Regions from separate parts of the Oryctolagus cuniculus genome. Here region 2 is linked to region 1. The links are chromatin contacts, called in public Hi-C maps. All regions are on one chromosome and are shown on one strand. The core of a region is the stretch at or near the end of the contact, and the rest is flanking DNA. Distances in the headings are between cores, read along the strand shown. Region 1 holds the start of PLK4 (polo like kinase 4). Region 2 holds the start of INTU (inturned planar cell polarity protein).

Region 1 (2,700 bases), core at 121-2,620:
ACTTCCAACTATCAAGAACAGTACTTTGGGTCATTACAGTGTAATGTAGAACTATACCTAAGAAAATTCTTAGTATAAAGAATTATCTGATCTCTACTCAATACTCCCAAGTATTAATATTTACAACATATACCAGGTCTACTGAACATTAACGGAAATAAAATACTTATTTAAGTTAAGGTCAAGGCTGTCTCAAAAGGTCCTTAAGCTCAACTGCTGGGCCTGGCATTCCTACTGTCTTATACAATGTATTCTCCACAAAGAAAAGTAAGGAGTTTCTGACACATGAAACCGTACACCTCCCTGGCTACTTGCAAAGTACAAGAGAAAAGCTGATATTCTTACCATTTTGATTGCAACTTCCAAACCAGTATGAATGGATTCAGCTCTATAGACACCAGCAAATGATCCTTTGCCGAGCAGATTTCCAACCTTAAAATCCTTAAAAGTTAAAATTAAAGATTATATGTGATGTCTTACACAAGAGAGGGGAGAGACATGGGAAGGGGCTGGGAAAAGATAAAATGGATCGTGAAGGAATCTGACAAAATTCAAGCACCTTGATAGAGCAGGTGTCTGGGGTGGGAAGCATGTTGACACCTTGCGGGGCTCCCTGGGCTTCCAGGCTGGGCTCTGCATGCAACAACCTAATCTGCTTCCTCCACCTCGGTGCAGCCTTAGCGTCCTCCTCCTACCTCCAGCCAACCCCTGGGAGCCGAGAGCCTGGACAGAATCCCGCCGCAGCGCCCGCCAGACGTAACCGCCATCCCCTTGGGGAAGGGGGAGGCAGCTTTGCCCCCGCTCCAGCGCGGCAGGTCTGGCGGGAGCTATCACAGGAAGTCGCGGGGCCTGGGGAACAGTGCGGGCGGCGAGCTACTCACCTGTCCGCCGCCCTCCCACCCACGGCCTCGGAGGGGCGGGTCGCCCCGCCCCCAAACAGCCGGCCCTCGGCGGTTGGCACCTTCCTCAAGGGTCCCGGCGCCCGCCCCGCAGCCGTTAGCCCCGCTCGTTCCCTTCCCCACACTGGCCTCGAGTCCTGCGCCTCCGACTCCCACCCTCCCCGTAGACCGCCGAGTCTTTTCACCTCGATCTTCTCCCCGATGCAGGTCGCCATATTTCCAGGCCCCGGCTGCTACTCCCCGGATTAGCTCCCTTCGCGTAGTCCCTTCGAGGCAGCGCTCCAAGCAGCCAGCCGGTCTTGGCGCCCATCAGGCTCTTCTCTCTAGGCCGCCGTTCCCGGCGACGACGGTAGAGCCACCGAAAGGTCTCCCTGACACCTTCCGAGGCCTGGGCGGTGCCTCTGTGCTTCCATTTTGAAAAACTCCCGCCGCTCGCCGTCCGGGCGAGGTTGGCCGTGACGTAATGAGACGGGTCGCTCCGGAGAGGCTGCGCCGGGGCGCGCATGCGCAGCAGCCGCCCCTCCGTGGTCCGCGGAGGCTTCCAAGCCTGAGGGCCGGCCGCCGGGAGCGTTGTGGAGACCCCGGGCCCGTTGTGGGGATCCCGGGCCCGTTGTGGGGATCCCGGGCGTCCGCTCCCCGGCGTTCGGAAGCCGCGTGAAAGAGCAAGCCTTAAAGACTGGACGTTTATAAATGGTCGGCTATTTACTTCACGGTCTGAAAATCGACTTCCAGTTCTGCGAACGGTGTTAATACTTAAGAGTGTCAAAAACGTTTAGACTGGACATAAGTGTTAACGTTGCACATGCGCATACCATTGGCGTTTTTTGTAATTTTTTATAACTGCAATTAATGTGTTCAGTACTTAAGAAACTTTATTCTGTTTTGATAAACAGTATGCTAAGTATTATAATATCATTTGAATAATAACCTGCAGTTAACCACACAGGCTTAGGATAGGTAGAGACCTCTGTAAGGTTGAGATGATCCACTTTTTGCAGGTAAGAGACTGTGCTGGCTAGGAAGGATGCATATTAACGGAGCACTAGTACACAAACTAGTTCTAAATCAAATCAAAAGCTCTTTTCTCGCGCCGGTCGGCCGTAGCGGCCATTTGGGGAGTGAACCAACGGAAGGAAGACTTCTCTCTCTCTCTCTCTCTCTCTCACTGTCTTAACTCTGCCTGTCAAATAAAAAATAAATAAGTAAGTAAATAAATAAAATTAAAAGAAAAAACGCTTTTTTTAAAAAAAAAAGCTCTTTTCTCATACCAAGTTTACTACAGGGTATCTACCTGGGAGCTGTAAAAACAAAAATCTCTTAAAAGTCTACTTTCTCCCTTCAAGCCTGGCAGTCTTTCCTTAAAGGCTGGATGTCATAATGCTTGAGTAGTTCCCAGTGAGGTTCTGTTCCCCATCTACCAGACTTGCTTTTGCTATTGGCTTTTCATTGGTTCCTACAATTCGCCATCATTTGAAAAAACTTAATTTCAAGCTTACAGAAAAGTTATAAAACCCTGAATTATCCCTTAGTCACGTTTTAGTGTTCTCTGTATGTGATATACATGTATACAGTATGTACTAGCACATATACAAGCCCATTTTCTAGTTTCATGACTCATTCTGGAACAGGTTGCATATGCTATGCTTTGCCCTCCCCCTTTTTAAAGATTTGTTTACTTGAAAGGCAGAGTGACAGAGAAAGAGACAAAGCGACAAAAAGAGATCTTCCTTCTGCTGGTTCACTCCCCAAATGTCCAGGCTGAAGCAGGAAGCCAGGAACTCCCTCCAGGTCTCCCCCATGA
Region 2 (2,700 bases), core at 196-2,695, 240 kb after region 1:
AAAAATGAAGAAATTCTGTTGGAGCAGGGTCTTGAGCATTTAAAACTCACCCCTCCCAGCTGTACCAAAGTCATACTGTGAATGAGTGTGTAGCTAAACTTCACGGGATTATTTCTGACCTGTAATTTTATCGAATGCAGGGGGAATTGTCTGGAGAACTGAGCAGAATGCTTTTTTAGCTGCACTTTTGATAATATTTTATTGTATATGGCAGGGACTCTGGGGAGGGGGGGGGAGAAAAGGGGGAGGAAACCAACGCTAGAAAATTGCAGGTTTCAGAAGGCAACTCTTAAATCGAAGAAATTGGACTTCTCCCTTGCACAACGTCTTTCTTTTGACTCACACTTGCAGCGGAACAGGATTTCTACAGCTCATATGGTTTTGCACAAAGACTTAAAAGGGTCACTTGAAACGTTTACAGATGAGAGAACTCACATAAACCTCCCCCGACAGATATTTACCAAGCGCCACTTACTCTTGCTCGCCGCAAGTGTATTCAAGGGTTACTTTTGATGTATTTCTAAGGGAGTTTTTTCCATATCTTACGTCTTAGGAAAGCCAGGTCTCCCTAGAGTTCAAGCAGCACTGCTGCCCGGCATCCCTCAACCCTTTCTAAGCGTGGGAGGGGAGTTCGCTCCCCACGTGGATTCTCATTGCCTCCTCTGTAAACTCACCACCCCGTGCACAGGACGTAATAGGTGTTCTTCGATTTCCATAAAGAGATTAGCATAGCAGGTAATGCCCACGCTAACCATTCCCAGAAAGCTGGGGTTCTTGTCGTTCTTACAAAAACTCTTCCCATTTCTTTTGTGTAGTTGTTCGTGTCTGGCAGTGCGCACGCGCGCGCGCGCGTGGGGGACGGAGGAGGCGGTAGAAGTAGATTTGTTTAAAGAGAGAGAGAGAGAGAGAAAAAAAGAGACTCCTATTGCAATTTCAAGTAAAGTCTGAACAAAACTCTTAGCTGTTTTTCCTGGGGTTAGTCTGGAGGTGTAGGAAGGGAAGTTTTGCAGCTCTGTTCGCTGCAGCGTTTTCTGGAGGACACGGGTGACCCGGAGCCGCGCGGGGCCGCAGTCTCAGCGGCGGAACCCGGCGAGCGCGAGCATCGAATTCTGGAAAGGGTTGGCGGCACGTCCCAACGCCCCTCGGGCGCAGGAGCCCCCTAGGGCGAGTCCCAAAGCTGACGCTTCCTACAGACCCCTGAAAGAAGAGCGGCCCCTCCCTCCGCCACGACCCCCAGGGAGCAGAGGGCGGGCTTTCCCCGAGCCCCCGGCCCCGGCACTGACCTGTGTAGCAGGACGCGCTGCACCGAGTCCAGGTCCTCCAGGTTCCGGGGGGCGGGTTTGGGGATGCTGGACCTGCCCACCTGAAACATGCCCACTGGAGCTAGGCTCGCCGTGCAGGCGTCCAACAGGTAGCGCGCGCAGCCCGGGGGGCGGCCGGCGAGGTCTCACCGCCAACGCTCGCCTCGACCCCGGTCTCCCGTCCGGCTCCCGCCACCGCCAGGAAACCTAGCGCTGAAGGAAAAGGCCGCCTGGCGTCGGACGCGCAAATCCCAGGACCGCAGGCGGCGGTGTGGCCGACCTCTGTCCTCCTTTTCCACTTGCCGACTCGCGCGTATCGTGGGGCACCGCACGCAGGCAAGCGGCGCCGCCACTCGTCGCGCTCCGGGAGCTCGGGGCAGGTGAGGACTGTGCTGGCCACCGCCCCTGTGCCAGGGCTTGCCAGCTGCACAGTGCCCTTTTCCGCCTCTTTCAGTTGTCTGTCCTCGCCGGCAGGGACCCTGGCGCGCGGGGCGAGCCGTCGAGCGCCGCGCGAACCCGCCACCCGGAGCTGCGCTCTTCCGCCGCCTAGTGCAGGCTCCGGCTCCTTCTTCTTCACTTCGTCCTCTCTGGACCGCAAGGCCGCCCCCGCGAGGGACACCGGTGCCCAGGCGCCGCCCCCAGCGGAGGAAGCCACCACCTGAAGCTTCCGTAGCCCGGAGGAGAGGCTCCAGTGACTCCTTGCAAGATCCGAAAATGAATGGGAAGGGGAGCAAGCTGGATGACTGTTCTTAATGGGAATTTAAATTCAGCCCAGAAGAAGCCGTGTAGGTTCACCCATCCATGTAAACGTTTGTCAGTCACCTGCTACGTGCTGCCCTGAGTTCTTGTCCCTGGAGATGCAAGAATGAGTAAAAGATGGTCTGAGTATTCTAGTATGAATCCTTTATTTTTTCTTGGAAATCTTTTTAGCATATATTTGATCCCAGGAGACAGTCTCTTCACTTAGGAATATTAGACGTTTCAATAGACTATTTTATGGTTTGTGGTTGTGCCAAGTCTAAATTTGATGAGTTTTCGTCTTGGAAAAGTGACCCATGTGTGACTCCCTCCTGGGAACCCCTTTGAAGTCAGAATTAGAAGGATGATGAACGGAGAACTGCGAAGCCGTAGTTTTAGATGTGAAATGCCACCGATTATAGATTACAGGTTAATTCTACATGGTAGTAGATTAATTTTAAATGGCAGAGTAATTAATGTATTGGCTATTCACTGTAGGATCTACAAATGTCACCTGTAAATCTGTCTTAGGTAGTCGTCTACAATCAGGTTTGACTTCTTGGTCAAGTGGGTGAAGAGGATGAACGGTGAGGTCCCTTCTCTTAGTATACAGACTGCTACTTACTTCTGCATTCAGTATGTCAACGTCCTCCTGTTTGCT

The links. Hi-C and Micro-C count contacts between places; a contact is called where the count stands out from the background.
Region 2: a contact with region 1 is called in a Hi-C map of an unstated tissue, with 2.2 times the contacts expected there. The contact joins the promoter of INTU here to the promoter of PLK4 in region 1. A contact is called at or near these places in 2 of 6 Hi-C or Micro-C datasets (skin fibroblasts and an unstated tissue).

What each region holds. Positions count from the first base shown.
Region 1 is chr8:36,836,520-36,839,219 of mOryCun1.1, forward strand. PLK4 (polo like kinase 4) reads right to left here and starts at 1,371. Exons shown (of 16, transcript XM_008267947.4): 1 at 1,085-1,371; 2 at 346-441. The coding sequence starts at 1,114.
Region 2 is chr8:37,073,959-37,076,658 of mOryCun1.1, forward strand. INTU (inturned planar cell polarity protein) reads right to left here and starts at 1,446. Exons shown (of 16, transcript XM_051819869.2): 1 at 1,284-1,446. The coding sequence starts at 1,372. It overlaps LOC108178131, which reads left to right and starts at 1,371. Exons shown (of 3, transcript XM_070047111.1): 1 at 1,371-1,382; 2 at 1,416-1,681; 3 at 1,756-2,194. The coding sequence starts at 1,371. The coding sequence ends at 1,963.